Linked DNA regions of Drosophila melanogaster: region 1 is linked to region 2. Evidence: chromatin contacts called from public Hi-C data. All regions are on one chromosome and are shown on one strand. The core of a region is the stretch at or near the end of the contact, and the rest is flanking DNA. Distances in the headings are between cores, read along the strand shown. Region 1 holds the start of Nin (Ninein). Region 2 holds the start of Cf2 (Chorion factor 2).

Region 1 (6,131 bases), core at 1,791-4,290, 400 kb before region 2:
ATCGGCCATGGTGCTAGTGCCATTATTGTTGTTGCTGGTGTTATTGTTGTTGTTGTGAATTTGTAAGGTCTTATTGACCGGATGGAGGATCTGCTGTTGCGATGTGTCGCGGAAGTTAAGTCTATCAACAGCCAAGGCCAGCGAGCTATTTGAGTTATCCAAAGCTGTGGCACTGGAGAACGAAAAGTTTGCATTGTCATTAAATGTGCCAGGTGCTCCGGCGAGCACACTACTCGAGGCCACATCAGCCACCGAGGATGCCGAGTTGCTGTTGCTGCAGAGATCCGGCTGGAACTTGCTGCGCTTAACTTTGGTGCGTGCCCTGCGATAGCCATTCGCCTCGCTCTTCGGCGTCGAGGTCTGGCCCAGCATGTAGGGATGGAAGTGGTGGTGGCTTCCGTTGCGTTGACGCTGGATGGGAATCGGAGAAGCAGGTGCCGGGTCCGGCGAAGGATGATGTACTGCCTGCGGAGGCTGATGGATTATTTGATGCTGCTCCTGCTGCTGCTGCTGTTGTTGCTGGTAAACATTCTCTATGGTATAGGCACTGTAGGTGCTGCTGGGCTCCTTCCTGAACTTGATCTTAATCGATCGATTTTCTTGCTCGAAAGTGGTTTGCGCACTGAACTGCACGCCATTTGTGTACGGTCCGCTATGCTCCTCTTCCTCTTCATCGTCTTCCTCCTCTTCATCAGAGTCATCTTCCTCGTTCTCTTCACCACCATCCTCCTCCTCTTCTCCCTCCTCGGCGTCATTGTCCTCATCTTCCTCACCTGTATTCTCCTGACCACTGCTGGTGTTCTGCCCGTAAAGAGCTCCATCCACAGCAGTCATATAGTAAGATTTCTCAGTTTCGTAGGAATCATAAAGAGTTTGCTGTTCTTGTTCTGGCGGCTCCGATGGCTTGGCTTTTTGATCCATTAACTGCTTAAACTTGCGGGCTAGTATCTCTTCGGGACTGTACTCGACGCCTGCTCCTGGTGGATATACCAACTGCTTGGCATAGTGGCACACGCGCGAGGGATCATCAGGCTCTTCAAGCGTTAGAGCCGGCTTCCATGTCTCATGGTTGTTGCGCCCGTAGGCGTGGAAATTGCGCGGCAAGCGTAGGCCAGCCACTTCATTTGTCACCGGAGGACTTTGTTGAGGAGGTGGATTGCCGTTGCCGTTTTGTTGCTGCTGCGGCTGCTGTGCGTGCAACTGCGGTACTGTAGTTTGTTGCGGCGGCAACTGTGACTGTTGGGCTGGTGCATAATGGGACTAAAACAAAAAAGGAGTATTTATCAAGTAGCTTTGATATTAAATTTAATGCTCACCTCTGCCACAGGAGCATAATGCGATTGTTGCTGGACTTGGGATGGTGGTATTGCTGTTGGGGACTGAGTTGCAGGATGTGGTTCATAGCGCGGCCGCTCCTGGTAGTGTGTCTGATAGGGGACCTGTTGTTCTGGCGGCAGTTGCTGTTGTGGCGCCGGCTGATGAGGCTGTGGGGCTTGATGTGCCTGCGCCTGCGGATGATATTGCTGATAGACATTCTGCTGATATGGCTGGGGACGGTGTTGATTATAGCTCTGTGGCATCTGCTGCTGTGCATAGTTCGTGAGTTGCTGCAGTGCATCCTGCGGGGGATGTTGCTGGTGCTGCTGTTGTTGCTGTTGTTGCTGCTGTTGCCGCTGGTAAAAAAGAGACCTGGCATAGGCGAACTTGGTGTGGGCGTGCTGCAGCTCGGAAGTGCTCTGCGCCTTCTCCTGGAAGGCCAAGTTAAACACCGCCTCCGCATCCTTATACTCCTCGCGAGACTCGTAATAGGCAGCCCATCCAATGTAGAAGGCGGCCACCTGGCGACCAGTTCCTCGCTGAAAAAGCACCTGGTAGAAATGGAGTGGATCCGTTTGCATGGCTATGTACTTCAGCCACAGCCGCACCAAACGGACATCCTGGCGATAGTAGTCATTGTGCTCATACACCGTCAGGCAGCGCTCCAGAGTTTCGCGGTACTTTAGCTCCGGATCGCTTTGCGCGTGATTCTCGTACCAGCAGATGTAGTTGTACCAATGATCGAGTGGATCAGGACCCTGGTACAGGGATATGGCGTGCTCCCAAGCCTGCTTGTCGTTCAGGAAGCCGTGCATCTCGTCCGGGCTGGCCAGCGGCGGTGCTCCAGCTGCGACTGCTCCTGCTCCTCCTCCGGAACCCGATCCCTGGCGCATGTACGAGTGCATGGCCATCTCGGCCGGACGCGGAATCCTCTGATCCCGCTGCGCCGTAATGCAAACAAATGAATGCGAGACTGTGGTTTCTACGGGTCACCACCAAAAAGTCTCGGATTGCGGAATGTAGTGCCCCTTGCCGATTGGACTGGTTAGGGTCCACTAACTCAGTTAATCCCTCGGCGTCTTCGGCTGTCACTGGTGGCACATACACATGATTTTCAGTTGGATTTTTCAACAGTTTGCAATGCTCAAAGATATTTTGTATTTTTTCTTGCTTTTCAGCTTGCAAATGGAATTTATTAGTGCTGCCAAACAATCGATAGAACCATTGGCTGTCACTGTTGACGATGGCTATGCACAAGGTTATCGATAGTGCGATAGAAACGTGTTGTTGGGAATTTTTAAACAAAAGCAATTTTTTGTACAACTTTACTTTTTATTTATTTATTTGTTGCCAAAGTTCAATTTTATTAATAAAACTATAGGGTTCTTTGTTTTAAATTATTGTAGTTTGAATGACGCACAATATATGTGTGTGTGCTATGAAGCACTTCCTATTTGATATACTTTTTGTATAATTATAATCTATTATTGGAAAACAACATGTTAATCGGATGATTTCAATTTATGTCAAGTTTTCTACTTTAATAAGGGGTCTGGTTGGAGCTGAAGCTTTCCAAGTAAAGTTAGCGATTTATTATATGGCATTACGTTCTCCCTTGTTATCTATTTATTTTGTAATATAAATATTCAAATCCTAAACGATAGTTGTATAACGATAGGAACAATGGTCCACGATAGTGCCACCTCCGATGCAAGTTTGCTTAATGCCCTCCAGAGCGCGCCACCGTGCTCGCTATTACTGCATTATTGTTTTTTATCAACTCGCTAGAAATTACGCTATTCCCAAAAAAACCGCAAACCCGCGAGTGTTTATGTTGCGTTCCGAAGTGCATATCATAGATTAGTAGTATTAGTAACCCCTCAAACAGCCTGCTGTCCAAAAAACACGCGTGATTCCCCCGCCACCCACGCACATAGACCCCGATATTTCACTTTTCTTGTTTTCGACCCCTGACTGCGTTTGTGGATTTTCCCCCCAAGAAAAAAAAAGCGAAGTGAAAACGCAATTGAGCAGCCGATCGATTGGAACGGCAGCAAACTGAATTCCCCGGGTTACGGATAATGGAGGTATCCGCCGATCCGTACGAGCAGAAGCTCTACCAAATGTTCCGCAGCTGCGAGACGCAGTGTGGACTTCTGGACGAGAAGTCCCTGCTGAAGCTCTGCTCACTGCTGGAGCTCCGGGATCAGGGATCCGCACTGATCGCCAGCCTGGGCGGCAGCCATCAGCTGGGCGTGTCCTTTGGCCAGTTCAAGGAGGCGCTACTCAACTTCCTGGGCTCCGAGTTCGATGGTAATACGTCATCGGGTTTCATTGGTGAGATAGCACAAAGAATCGATCACGCTATAGATTAACTTATATAGTATAAAGATAATATTTGCTATAAGCTAACGCGACAGGTTCGCATAAAACAACATACGTTTTATCTGTAATTGCGCTTTAATTACCCATCAAGCAACATCAGATAATTACGGAATGTTTGCCAGCCACTTATTAGAGATAGTAATTCAATTTTGACACGGATTTGGAACCGTGTGGGTTTCCCTATTAATAAAACACTGATCTAATGAACACATTTCTAGCAGTCTATAGATGAACAAAGCCATTACTTAATACTCAAAGAAGTGCTACCATCTACGTGCTAATTTGCAAGGATTATGCACATTTACTTCAAACCTCCGCTTATCTGATTTGGAAACTTCTGGGCAAATTTAGGACACCTTAGGGTACGAATATCATAATCAGCACGCGGATTAGCACGGCGGCAGCTGGCGATCATAAAATCATAGATGCAATTGACACTTTTTTACGACTCCCAACTGTTCTCGACTACCTGATCCTGCATGATCCTTATCAGGTAGATGGTTACAATGTCCTGTATAAATACGCGACACATTCACCTGGGCAGTTTAGTCTAAATCAAAATGGGAACACGATTGTATTACCGCCGATCCGGCGGTCAGTTAACAGATCCGATAATTGAGAAGCTAGCCGCTCGTTTTGGTAGCCACCTAAGATCCATACAACTCTTCCAGTTCTCTGCTAACTTATATCTATTGAATCTTCCAGAGCGTTCACTGGTGATTACGGATGAGCCGCTAAACAACACATACATCGAGAGTCCGCCGGAGTCTTCCGATCGCGAGGTTTCACCCAAACTCGTCGTGGGCACCAAGAAATACGGTCGCCGGTCTAGGCCACAGCAGGGAATCTACGAGTTATCCGTCACGGACTCGGACAATACGGACGAGGACCAGTTGCAGCAGCAGCAAAATCAGCGAAGCCTCAACGGATGCGATGAGCTGGGAGTTCAGGTGAGTGTCGTTTGTCAAGTCACGTACGAAGTGGCGATACAACTTCTGGTTATGTATGCAAAATTGCATAGTAAACAGATTTTGTTTAATCGTTATTATTGCTGATACAGTAGAGCATGCCTAAGTAGCACTACCAAAGCAAACAAATTATCTTAAATATACATCATGATCATCATAAGCATCTTATTTTTCCAAACCACACAGGTGCAACGTTCCTCGTCCCAGAGCGATCTTCCTGGCAGCCGGCGTCTGCGGTCCGTCCACACCAGCGGGAGCAAACTGAAGCGTTGTGCTTCACTGCCAGCACGCCGGAAGATGAACAGCAACACCACGGGAGCCACTACATCACCGACGGCAGCGGCCAAGTTGAAACAGCTTTCCATCCAGAGCCAGGCGCAGCACAGCAGCAGCGTGGAATCACTGGGTAAGTTTCCTCTGGCCAGACCAGCTTTGGCTAGCCGATCCCCCTTGTCCCTGCCACCCTCTGTTGTTGTTAGCCCAAAATGCCAAAATTACGTTTGAAGCAATGTTAAAAGCAAAACACTTGTTTGTCGGTACACACCGTAGGCCATCGCCTGGCCACCAATCCCGCACCGTCGTCCGAGCACTGGAGATGCTACCACGGCGGCCGTTGGTCATGCTGCAAAGGTTTGTGCGCTCTGAAGCAATTGTCAACACCCTCACACCCACCGAATCCCCAACCCAGTCATTCGGTATCTAATCGCACCCTATGTAGCCGCACATTTGATTCGTTCTATTTACTCGTATAATCACATATCCTACATTTTCAACCCTTAGTAATGCTGTAATGCATTGACAATCAATTTAATTAAGGATTTCATATAAATCAATTTCAGTTAGAAAGGATATTTACTTATAATTTGTTCTATTTTCTTGATTTATTAGTTTCTACCTCTTAAAATAACACGCCAAAAATTTCTCATTTCGAAAAGCCATTTGATATAGAGAAATAACAAACTTTCGGCGCTTTTGCTTACACCATCGACACACACACACACCCTTCCCCACTCCCAATCCCAATCCAATCCCACACCCACCTGGTATCTTGGGCTATATGTATAATAAATGTGTATATACAACAGCGAAGCCAATCTCATTCGTCCCACGCTAATTGTTAATTGCCATGATTTACAGACACCGTGACGCCGCAGCAATTGGAGACGATCTCAGTGCATAGCATTATGGAAGCCTGGGAGCTGGCCAGCATTCCCAACACTCGCAACCTACTTCACGTCCTGGGATTCGATGAGGAGGAGGAGGTGAACCTGCAGCAGCTAACTAAGGCATTGGAGGAGGAGCTGCGGGGCATCGATGGGGATCACGAGCAATCGAATATGTTGCGCGCTCTGGCTGCTCTGCAGGCCACCGAGTTGGGCAACTACAGACTTGCCTATAGGCAGCAGCATGAGGAGAACCTCAAGCTGAGGGCCGATAATAAGGCGGCCAACCAAAGGGTGG
Region 2 (6,363 bases), core at 1,589-4,088:
AACCGACAAATCTCCCAATTAATGGGGAAAACTGCGCACCAAATGAGTTCAATTGTCGGGTTAGCTGATTCGGAAGATGGGCGTGTGGCCATTGAAGCCTGACATTTGCATTAATCTTAATTGATTAATAACGATTCAAGATCAAAGCCATTAGGAGAAATATCCGTAACAACATGAGTGCAACAAATGCAAATTGGAGCGCACTACAAAAAAAAGAGTTGAAGGTTACCCAAAAAATATTTTAAATAAGTTCTAAAATACAAAGCAAAGGTTTCCATGGGTGGAAAAACAAAACAATTTATTCTTTTTTTCGAGGGATATTTTATAGTCAAGTTACTTGACTACAAGCATCATATCTTTTACTATGGAATCTCTGTGACCAAACTGTTAATATCAATTTAAAACTAAACTAAATGAGTCCACACTTTAGAAGTTTCAATGGTTGGCAGTTTTGTTAATCTTTTCCTTGTCGTCACTATCATTCTCATTGTCATCGGTCTCTTGATCCTTATCCGTGTCGGTTTTGTTATCGTTATTATCCTGCGCTTGCTGCAGAGCCTTTTGAGCAGCGCGATCTTGTTGTGATTTTTCCCAGGCCAGCTCAAAGGGATACTCCAAGGGTTTCAGTTCGTCGGGGCACTCCTCCTGATTCGGAGCAGTGGCTTGGCTAATGGAAGCGCCACGCGTGTGGATCTGCTCCAGCTGAGCGGCGGTGTGGACCTCTGAATTGAGACCCGTAATAAACTCGAACAACTGCTCCTTGGTGTAAATGTTGGGCAGGCCGCGTCGTTCAAAGAAGTTAACAATGTTGCCGCAATCCCTCATCAGGAACTCCAGGGCACTGGGATGCTTCGGTTCGACACTCTGGGCCACGTCAATAAACCAGCACTTGCCCTCGAACCAGAGTATGTTATATTCGCTCATATCGGCGTGCACCAGCTTCGCCTCATTGTACAACTTGTGCATCGCGGCCACAATCTCTTCGTAGGCGCAACTCAGCTCCGCGTCGCTCAGACGGGCATCCTTTAACTTGGGCGCAGCGTTATGATTGTCACCGATGAACCGCATTACCAGCACGTGCTTCTTCAGCACAACAACGTCTGGAACGTTTAGGCCAATGGCTTGCATCCTCATCAGATTATGCATCTCCTTCTCGGCCCACATATTGATAATCACTCGGTGGTTTTGTTTGCTAAAGCGATCCTTGAACCGATAGTCATCCTTGATGTATCTATCGCGCTGCTTGAACTCGTTGAGCGTGGTTTTAAAGATTTTAATGGCACACTCCCGGGGCAAAAGCTGCGGTGGAACGAGCACACCACTCTGGTGACCATGCTCGTTGCTGCCCGTATAGTTCGCATCGGAATTGGCGTGCAAGATGACCGCCTCCTTGCCCGTGGATATAATGCCGTTGATCTGCTCCAGTATTTGGTTATTGATCAGCTTGTACAGCAGCAAACGTGTACCCGCATCCAATCCCATCTCCGCGGTGGCCACTTTCTCGTGCTTGTCGGAGCGGCCTCGTCGAGAATGGGCTCGTAGTTGGTTAAACACCTGAAAGGTACGTTTAAGTCTTATTATCGCTTAAAACTGACCGCTTCTAACCTTATTGGAGAGCTTCATGTCGAAACCGGCAGCATCACCGGTGGGAAACTCCGGCGGAAAGGACATCACGCGCTGGGCATTACGCACGGCGCACAGCTGCGGATCGTGCTTTGTTATCATCTCGCCCTCCTTGTTAACTTTAAAGCCGCAGCGAGGTATGGAGTCAAGCTGCCGTTCATTGTCCTCGAACCGATCCCAGTCGTGCTTCTGTTGCTCCAATTCATCCTCTTCGTAGTCATCTTCCGCGGTGTCGTGCAAGAACTCTGCATCGCCATCACGTAGGAACTTATTGAGGGTAACAGTGACCTTGGATTGCTTGTTTTGCTGCCGCTCGATACGACGCAATTCCTCATTGTACTCGTGATCGAACTGGGACTGCAACAGCTGGGCAATAACTGCATCGCTGTCTTCCGGCAGCTGAATGTCCTCCGCTACGTTTCCTTCGTCATTGAGGAGCGCAGAGTAATCCTCCCAATCCTCCGCATCACTTTGGATACTCTGCGCATTGGGCGCTGGCGGGGATGAGGCTTGCGACCCCCAAACGGGTGCTATCTGTTCGTCCGGTCTTTTCAGCTTCTCCGTGTGGCGCTGCAGCTCCTTGTCGTGCAACTTGTGGGCATATTGCTCCGACATTATATCCGCCAGATTCACCTGCTGCACAGGCTCGCTGGTCTTAACCCATGGCGACGACATTCTGCACAATCGAAAGAGAGTCAATATAGATCACAATTTGGTGCTGTGATTCCACAAACCTATTGGAACTTGGCTTGAGAAGATCGAGTTCTATATCGGTGGTAATTGTGGCAGTTTACAAACAAGCCTCTGTCCAAATCCTGACCAACGGCGGGTTGCAGGTGGACTCTGATATGTCCGCGGTGGAGGACAAGTGACAGTTTTGGCACTATAGATGACCAATATAAGGGGAAGCCAATTGCAACCCTTGTTGCAATAATATTTCTATTGTATTTCTCCAAACAATCCTTTTTCCAATTGTTGTGAAATTATCAGCTTATGAAAGTATCGAGCTATCGCAGAACGATAGACCCGATAAATTTGGAAATAGAAGAACTCCTAATATCGAAAGCTTTGCTTACAATTTTTATAACGTTAAGTTAAAGTTATATTATACTTTAATTTGCATACTTAGAAAACGTTTTATTTGTCATATTTTAGGAAAAGGCAGAAAAATATATCGTTAGCAAGGGCGTTGCCACATCGTCAGTTCTAGAGCGACGTTGCCATCGTAGTTTCGATGCCAGTAATCGATACTTTTTGTTGTAGTTGTACATTTTTCGCCAAAAATAATAATAAAAGTGAAAAATTTTTTTTGTTAATATACGTTTATTTGTTGTACAAAGGAGAAAATGTTATTAAACTGATTGGCCGCCCCAGCATTTTCGTGACCCCCGCTCCAAATACAACAAAATCGAACGGCCGCCAGCAACAACAAGGTGCAGTAAATATTCAGTGCGCTGGTAAGAAAGATGGAAACAAAACGAGAGACCGAAAAAGCAATCAAAATAGAATTCCGAATTTAGAATATGACAGACTGAAAAAAATTTTCAATTCGAACGCATTGCCGCTGCTGCTGCCCGCTCCTCTTCTTCTTCATCTCCTCCTCCTTCTTCCTCTTCTTCGCCAGCCGCTGTGGGGGGACATTGGGGGTCAAATGCAGAAGATCGGGACTGAAGATTTCGTGAATTTGTGATTTCCGAATTCGTTCCTGCTAATTTGCGACTGCCAGACTCAAAGAACACACACACACATACACACCAGCACACACCCACACGCTTGCACATACATTCGCTTGTGGCCGCCTGTAATTATGATTTTTATTACTCCTGCAGCGCATATCGCCTTCTTTAACCGCCAATTGCTCCTGCTCCTGCCCACTAACCAAGTCAAACCAAAAGAAGCGATTACTCTCCAAGCGCCAGCGGAAGTGAAATGATAAAGTCCACCACGAATCCACAGGAACAGCGTCTGCCACGCCCCGAGGATCAGTCGCCAGCGCCGCCGCCGCCGCCCCCCTCCTCAGCCACCACCTCCACCGCCGCCCCAGCCACGCCCACGCACCAAGTGGCCACCGTGATAGCCAACATGGACACCCTGAAGACAGCCTTTCTGCCCAATCTCAGCATGGACCCCAATGTGCACGTGTCGCCGCACTATTGTCCCATGTGTCACCAGCAGTTTGAGCGACCGCAGCACGTCGCGGATCACATGCAGCTGTGCCACGGGATCACGCTGAACGCCCAGGGAGCCATTGCCACGCTGGACGGCGGTCATCCGCAGGCACAGCAGCACCCCAAGCTCAGCCACCCCTGCTTCAATTGTGATGAAAAGTTTGGCAACGCCGTCGATTTAGACGAACACCATCGGCTGGCCCATCAGACGCCCGCCTTCCTGTCCCGCTGCCTTATGTGCAGCATCTATGGCATCCACTCGGCCACCCAGCAGCCCAACGAGTACAAATGCACGCAGTGCGGCTCCATTTGCACCACCGCCATGCTGGCTGCCGGACAGCAGGGCTTTATGGAACAGCAGGAGGCGGCGGTGACGCCCGACGATCAGCTGCCGGCAATGGCGCCCCGTGATATGAGACTGACGCCCGAGGAGCAGCACCATCAGCAGCAACTGCAGGCGGAGCACCACCATCAGCAACAGCACCAACAACAACAACAGCAGCAGCAGCAGCAGCAGGAACTGCTGGAGCAGCAGCAGCGTGAAATGCAGGAGCAGGCGCAACAGCAGCAGGTGCACCATCACCAGCAGGATCAGGATCTCGCCGGCGACCAGGTGGCGCTGAAGGTGCCACCACTCACCGTCAAGCTAAACAAGAACGCCAACGGTGGCGCCATTGTGTCGCATCCGCAGGTCATTATCAAGGAGGAGCCACTCAGCCTGAGCGACAGTGGTGATGTTGTCAACTCTGTGCCTGTCTATGCCATACAAGCCAATCCCGGTGTACCCGCTCCGGCCAGTTCGGGTGTGCTAGTCGGCACACAAACGGTACCTGCCGATCTGGCGCACAAGATCCGGCACAAATGTCCGGATTGTCCAAAGACCTTCAAGACGCCCGGCACGCTGGCCATGCACCGCAAGATACACACAGGCGAAGCAGAGTAAATCCATTTTATATGCATCTTACGGACTGGGTATTCCGGCAATGATAGCTACTGGACAGCGACTTTAAAAGCTCTAGTCGAGTAACTGGCATTTGATGATCTTATAGATATTTTAATGATAGTAGTTAGTTTGTTAGTTAGTTAGAAGTGATGGGATATTGTCGTGCAAAGAAGAATTTATAAAATATTGATAGATATAGTATAGATCGCAGTGTAATCTCAACAAGATTAAGTGTCTTTGCATCCAGGAAAGCTTTCAGTTGCAATGCTTTAAGATAAGAATGCTTCCTAGCTCATTGCCGGATTACCTGTTATTCATTCCAAGGCATTGCCCGCTCTAGCTCAAAGGGGGGGATACCCACGTAGTTTTTTGTGGGTCTTCCTTTGCGACTGGGGCGGCGTGATCGCCGAACTAACCCCAATAATCTTACCACCTTGTATATATATATATATATATATTATTTTTGATTTCCTTCGGGCCAGCTGGGCGCATGGGCGCGCCCTCGAAGCTCTGGGACGAGGCCCATGCGTTCGTGTGTCGTTTGTTTTGCAACTTATTTTTAAATCGAGTGTTACTAATAATATAATTTAAATTTCTTTCTTTTCTCCCGCGCCCACTCTCTCTCTCTCTCTCTCTCTGTATCTTTTTCCTCTCCGTTTCTGCGCGGTATTTTGTGAATATGAATATAAATAATTGTTAACTCTCGAATCTCCACTCTCCGAACCGCAACTCCGACAGCGCCACGCCCAAAGAACGCCCCTACACGTGCTCCTACTGCGGCAAGTCCTTCACTCAATCGAATACACTAAAACAGCACACTCGCATACATACAGGTGAGAAACCATTTAGATGTGGCTATTGTGGCAGGGCGTTCACTGTTAAGGATTACCTGAACAAACATTTAACGACTCACACGGGTGAGAAGCAATATTTTTCAAATCAATTCAGTCAGTCAATCAGCTCTCAATCAACTCAACCAATCAATCGACTTTTCAATCAACCAATCAATCGATCAGTAAATTGTCACCTCAGCGTGATGAGCAAAAAAAAAAAAAACAGCAATACTCAAAAAAGAGAAACCTCTGTATGCAAGTCCATTTCCATTTGCCATACACAAACTCGCTCAATCTCTATCAATCAATCTCGATCAATCAGTACCAATATCAATCTCTCTCACCTCTGCCAGTCGTCCTGCCGAAGCTCGATCATCAGACTCGAGCCGCCGCAGCGGCTGCGCAGAAAACCACGCCCAAAAAAGGCGGCAAAAATCCCCAACCTAATGGCCAAGATTCAGATCTGGCCAGGATGTCACTTGCTAGATTATATTCTCCGTTAATTACAGTCTAAATAATCGAATTATAGTAATTAGTGAGAAATTGAGATGATTAATGTGAAATCAGTGTGCAATTAAATGAATAATATAACGTTTCGATTATGTGTGCTTCTATATTAAGATCTTTCATCTTGATTGCATTGCAAAAGCTTAATTTTAGATTATAATCAAGCGTCTAGTTCGAGTTTCTATTCGATTTCCAGCAAGTGACATTCGGGGCCTTGAATTTTTGCCGCCTTCGATTAGCGACAAATAACGAATCGTATGAGTCACAGTTTACATACCCTCACAGAACG

The links. Hi-C and Micro-C count contacts between places; a contact is called where the count stands out from the background.
Region 1: a contact with region 2 is called in a Hi-C map of the Kc167 cell line, with 2.3 times the contacts expected there. The contact joins the promoter of Nin here to the promoter of Cf2 in region 2. A contact is called at or near these places in 2 of 107 Hi-C or Micro-C datasets (the Kc167 cell line and the Sg4 cell line).

Annotation. Positions count from the first base shown.
Region 1 is chr2L:5,275,457-5,281,587 of dm6, reverse strand. Nin (Ninein) reads left to right here and starts at 3,040. Exons shown (of 7, transcript NM_164637.3): 1 at 3,040-3,654; 2 at 4,408-4,652; 3 at 4,857-5,076; 4 at 5,808-6,131. The coding sequence starts at 3,399. It overlaps Bub1 (Bub1 kinase), which reads right to left and starts at 2,535. Exons shown (of 3, transcript NM_001298693.1): 1 at 1,317-2,535; 2 at 1-1,260. The coding sequence starts at 2,228.
Region 2 is chr2L:4,879,582-4,885,944 of dm6, reverse strand. It overlaps Cf2 (Chorion factor 2), which reads left to right and starts at 2,838. Exons shown (of 4, transcript NM_175963.3): 1 at 2,838-3,080; 2 at 3,144-4,730; 3 at 5,473-5,567. The coding sequence starts at 3,553. CG3008 reads right to left here and starts at 2,647. Exons shown (of 3, transcript NM_135027.4): 1 at 2,358-2,647; 2 at 1,606-2,299; 3 at 276-1,554. The coding sequence starts at 2,298. The coding sequence ends at 436.